Regions from separate parts of the Oncorhynchus mykiss genome. Here region 1 is linked to region 2. The links are chromatin contacts, called in public Hi-C maps. All regions are on one chromosome and are shown on one strand. The core of a region is the stretch at or near the end of the contact, and the rest is flanking DNA. Distances in the headings are between cores, read along the strand shown. Region 1 holds the start of fam20b (glycosaminoglycan xylosylkinase). Region 2 holds the start of zyg11 (protein zyg-11 homolog).

Region 1 (3,090 bases), core at 547-3,046, 150 kb after region 2:
TAGAGAGAACTATTCTATGTGCCGAGGTAAAAGTGGGGTTGGGAACACCCAGTAGGGTCCGTAGAATCTATATTATTACATGGGGGACTGAGGTTTAAATGCCTAGCTACACTTTCTACTCCACCCTTTGTATTGTCCTAATTCAATAAACTGTAGGCCAATACAGGGCATTTGGAAAGTATTCAGACCCCTAGACTTTTTCCACATTTTGTTACGTTACAGCCTTGTTCTAAAATTGATCAATTTTTTTCCCCCCTCATCAATCTACACACAATATCCCATAATGGCAAAGCAAAAACAGGTTTTAAGACATTTTAGCAAATAACAAAAAATCTGAATTGACATTTACATATGTATTCAGACCCTTTACAAAGTACTTTGTTGAAGCACCTTTGCCATCGATTACTGCCTTGAGGCTTCTTGGGTATGACGCTACAAGCTTGGCACATCTGTATATGGGGGGATTCTCCCATTCTCTGCATATCCTCTCAAGCTCTGTCAGTTTGGATGGGGAGCATCGCTGCACAGTTTTTTTTTAGGTCTCTCCAGAGATGTTAGATCGGGTTCAAGTCCGGGCTCTGGCTGGGCCACTCAAGGACATTGAGACTTGTCCCGAAGCCATTCCTGCGTTGTCTTGGCTGTGTGCTTAGGGTTGTTGACCTGTTGGAAGGTGTACATATATATATATATATATATTCTATAGACCCTAGTGAGTAATCTCAAACCCAATTTTACTTCGGCACCTAAAATAGTTTTCTCTATAAGCCAAAATGTAATTCATACTATAGCTAGTGTATTGCATTGGTGGCATTTATTTGACCTTGGAACATGTTTTAAAACCCACATTTAATGCAAATGTCACTTAAATATAAACAAATGCGAATCATTGTTAAATACAGGTTAATGACACTTTTCTACTATTACCCTACTAAGTATTCCCTACAATACTTGTACTGCACCAGCCAGAATAGTTTTTGCTCTATACGCCAATATGTATTCCATCACAGGAGGTAGGTGGCACTTAAATTGGGGAGGACGAGTTCGTGGTAATGGCTGGAGTGGAATGGTATCAAATAGATCAAACACATGGTTTTATGCCATTCAATTGGCTCCATTCCAGACATTATTATGAGCTGTCTTCCCCTCCGCAGCCTCTACTGTATACAGTGATTTGCAATGAGGACATTTGTCTGACTTTGGGACATGTTTTAAAACCCACATTTTATGCAAATGTAACTTAAATATGAATCATTGGTTTATGTTTAGACATATGTGTCATATATCATGAATAAATACAAGTTATTGAAACTTTTCCACTATTTTCTTTTGTTTTTGTTTTTTTGGAGGGGGGGGGGGATCAGCTTAATATTGCGGAAAGAATGTTGCTTCCAATGTAATTGTCTGCATCATTTCCAATCCTCCATATTTTTTTGGTAAATATATATATCCATACACGCATGCATATATATATATATATATATATATATATATATATATATATATATATATATATATATGCATGTGTGTATGGATATATATATTTACCAAAAAAATATGGTAAATATATATATATATATACATACACATACCTATATAGACATACATACTTTTTAAAAAGAATATACCTTTATTATTATTCCCCGCAAACCCTTCCACGGATCCCCCAATTGGAGTAAACTAATAAACACTTCTGCTTCTACCTTCAATCCATACATATTATACACACTCTACAGACAGTCTACTTTACAATAGTTGTCTCATTTTTCCACTATTAAGTGGGGGACTTTTATTTGGAAAAATTCCGTGACCCGGAACAACTGTTTAAGTGTTGCTGACGAAACGCGGATTTTTTTGACAGCCTATCGATGAATAATACACAATTTCACACACAACATTGAAAACACATTGATCTCGTTTAACACCTAGTAGCCGTAATCGAAAAGGTAAGCCATTTGATCAGACTTGCTAATACGATGGCTGTTGTGAGGTAACGTTAGCTATTTCTTTGCAATCAACGGTGTTGGCAAGCTAACATTAAAGTAATCAGTAGCCTTTTAATCACATTCATAGAATGTTTGATAATGTCTGTTAGCTTGCTCGCTAGTTAGCACACGCTTGTCAGCTTTCAACGCAAGTTTTGATATGGAAAATATCGATGCAATTCGTCAGCTATCAGTACGTTAGCTACTAACTAGACAGGTTGTACTTCTAAGTAGCAGCTAACTAACGAACTTAGATAACTAACCGTTTCTTTGCTAGTTGGCTAGCTAATCGCCCAGCTAACCGGCTAGCTAACCACCCGACTCGCCGGCTAGCTAACCACCCGACTCGCCGGCTAGCTAACCACCCGACTCGCCGGCTAGCTAACCACCCGACTCGCCGGATAGCTAACCACCCGACTCGCCGGCTAGCTAACCACCCGACTCGCCGGCTAGCTAACCACCCGACTCGCCGGCTAGCTAACCACCCGATTAGCCGGCTAGCTAACTAGCCGGCTAGCTAACCAGTACTGCATTGCTGGACGAAAGCAAAACGGACTATACGGTAGCGTTAGCAGCTGTCGATGCAGATTTATTCTAAAATCAACGAAGCGTTTGCTAAATGCCAAACTAACCGTGTGGGCCTTTGCGATTTTCAAACAACTAGCTGGCCAACTACTGTTAGCGTAGAGTTTCCACAGTAGTGGGACGTGTATGTAGTTGGTCCCATGAATTACCGATTGTGTGGAATGCAACTAGAGTCATTCCTGCCTGCGTGGCCACCGGCACTGCTAGACACGGGTTGCTTATATGTATAACTTAGCCGGCTAATTCACGGGTTGTCCTCAGTTAACTACCCAGTACATACACTTTCTGGTATAGTGTGTATTTTTTTAAATTAATTCTCAAGTCGGTTTCATGTCTATTTTGGGCTCCCTAAATAACCTTTCTTTTGAAAGGACCAGAGCCATACATTTAGAATAAATACATAACTCTGGCAAGGACAAGTTGCTCACGGTATCTCAAAGGTATCTCTATTGTTATGCAGGCTCATTTGATATGTTGCAGGCAGTTTGCTTATCTGCCACAAATAGCACAACAACCTCCATCT
Region 2 (2,755 bases), core at 234-2,733:
ATGACAATGTATGCTGTAGCATTAAGATTTCCCTTAACTGGAACCAAGAGACCTAGCCCGAACCATGAAAAACAGCCCCAGACCATTATTCCTCCTCCACCAAACTAAACAGTTGGCACTATGCATTGGGGCGGGTAGTGTTCTCCTGGTATCCATCAAACCCAGATTTGTCCGTCTGACTGCCAGATGGTGAAGTGTGATTAATCAATTCAGAGAACACGTTACCACTACTCTAGAGTCCAATGGCGGCGACCTTAACACCCCTCCAGGCAATGCTTGGCATTGCACATGGTGATCATAGGCTTGTGTGTGGCTGCTCGGCCATGGAAACCTTGAAGCAACATCTGCACAATAACTGTTCGTCATGAAGCTCCCAACTAAACGTTATTGTGCTGACATTGGACAGACGGTTTTTACTCGCTACGTGCTTCAGCACTCGGTGGTTCTGTTCTGTAAGCTTGTGTACACTGAGCCATTGTTTACAGTTGACCGGGGAAGCTCTGGCAGGGCATACATTTGACGAACTGACTAGATGAAAAGGTGGCATCCTATGAAGGTGCCACGTTGAAAGTCACTGAGCTCTTCAGTAAGGCCAATATTTGTCTATGGAGATTGCATGGCTGTGTGCTCGATGTTATACACGTGTGTCTGAAACAGCCGAATCCACTAATTTGAAGGTGTGTCTTACTTTTGTATATATAGTGTATGCCAGCACTCCCAAATGGCATACCAAGCATATGGCCAAAGTTAAAATGGTCGCCAATGAGACCTGATACCCATAACTCCCAGGAGGTAGAGTATGTCTGGAGTGGTGGGCTGTTGTCAAACCCCAAAATAACGAGCAATGATCGCTAGATAATTATCCATCCTCCTGAGCTAAAAAAAAAAAAAGAAGGTTTAACTAGTTAACGACGTAGATCAAATTTCAGCAGATATCTAACGAAGACTAGTTAGCTTGCTACTGGTATGCATTGTTCGATGCCTTGCTGATCCTTGTCGACAATGCACGACAATTGAATGCTAGACATTGATATCGAAAACAAAACTCACCATTTTCAAGAAATTGCAGGCTTGACTCCCGACCAAAGATCAATATCGCTATTGGTCTCTACCTACGCCGAGTCGTCTCGGTTTGCCTTGTTAACTTGCTACTTAGCTAGCCTAATCTTGCTGGATTATTTTTTGCAAGGTGATAACTAGCTATCTAGCGTTCTAACGTTAGCTACAAGCTAGCTAACTTGTTGGTACCGAACTAAGATAGAAAATCGATGTTCCTGGAAAACGATTAATATAGTTGTGAAAATGTTTCGACTTCATTTTCAAACCATGTCCGTTAGTTAACCTAGGCTTAAGGCTGACACTAATCTAAATTTACACACATACTTGTTTTTAACGATAGCTTTATTTTTTAAATTTAGGGTGCTAAATCAGCTTTAACATTGCAGATAGATTGTAGCTTTATTTTTGTTGACAGATCGTTAAAAAAAAATGACACAGGAAGGACATCACCGGTCGATGGGGCGGGACTACGGAAGCCCTTTCGTGTATATTACAAAACCAGGAAGAAAGTAGCAGGAATGAGCATCTCTACCTTTTTTTTATTTATTTCAAACGAAAATAGATTATAATTCACTGCATGTCCGTCACATTGTCCTCTATCAAGGTGATCTCTAAATACGTTTAAATTGTTTTTCAACGGGACCAGACGAGCTCTTTCTTAAATTGTTACCTCATCAGTTCAACACCAAGGTCACAAGGAAGTTCTGGACTTTTCAACACGTGTTGTTTTTAATAAGACAGTGTATTTTTCGGACACTGCACCGTTTGAATCATGTCTGGACTCATAAACTTTGAGGACGAAAAAGAGGTGAAGCAGTATTTGGATAACATAGGTGTGGAATTCAGCTACCAGTGTTACAGAGAGAAGGACCCTGAAGGTAAGGAGCGAAGTGCACTGTCCTATACAGTGCTGAAGGGAGTGATGTTAAGCAAATGGTCCATCATTTGCTGTCCCCTAACTGGGGGTCTGAACCACTGATTGTGCTTGGTGTTAAGGTGTCTTTATGCCTCATGTAGTACTATAACCTTCACACCGTCTAACTCATTATTGTGTCTAACCTCGTGTATTCTGCTGCCAGGGTGTCAAAGGCTTGCTGACTACATGGAGGGAGTGAAGAAAAACTTTGAGTCTACAGCCCAGGTGCTCAAACACAACTGTGAGACCTATAAACACGGTGAAAGCTGCTACAAGCTCGGGGCTTACTATATCCAAGGCAAAGGTACACAGCTACACCACTCTAAACTTAATCCTATTCACTAGCAGATCACAACAGCAAAGCCTGAAACAATTTGCGTTTCTCAACTAGCCAAGTACAATATTTAAAGATTTGATTAGAGAAAGAGTATGGCTTTGGCTTGACAAATGTTTTAAGACAAGTCATCTTATTAATTAGAAATATTAGGATGATAAAGTACTAATAGACAGAGAGACCCTGAATCCATCCCCCAAGTGGTCAAGCGCAACATGTTCTAAATCTCTCTACCAGGGGGATTTGCAGAGAATCTGAAAATGGCCTACTCCTGCTTCATGACGGCCTGCAGCAGTGGCGGTAAGAAGTCTGTGGACGCGTGTCACAACGTGGGTCTCCTCGCCCATGACGGTCGAGCCATGGAATCCGGCCCTGACCCAGGGGTGGCTAGGCAGTACTATGAGAAGGCATGTACAGGGGGGTTCGCACCCTCCTGCTTCAACCTT

The links. Hi-C and Micro-C count contacts between places; a contact is called where the count stands out from the background.
Region 1: a contact with region 2 is called in a Hi-C map of liver, with 4 times the contacts expected there. A contact is called at or near these places in 2 of 3 Hi-C or Micro-C datasets (blood and liver).

What each region holds. Positions count from the first base shown.
Region 1 is chr5:71,694,096-71,697,185 of USDA_OmykA_1.1, forward strand. fam20b (glycosaminoglycan xylosylkinase) reads left to right here and starts at 1,797. Exons shown (of 9, transcript XM_021604208.2): 1 at 1,797-1,943.
Region 2 is chr5:71,541,260-71,544,014 of USDA_OmykA_1.1, forward strand. zyg11 (protein zyg-11 homolog) reads right to left here and starts at 1,484. Exons shown (of 18, transcript XM_021604200.2): 1 at 1,051-1,484. The coding sequence starts at 1,053. LOC110524493 (cytochrome c oxidase assembly factor 7) reads left to right here and starts at 1,503. Exons shown (of 3, transcript XM_021604201.2): 1 at 1,503-1,937; 2 at 2,139-2,279; 3 at 2,547-2,755. The coding sequence starts at 1,832.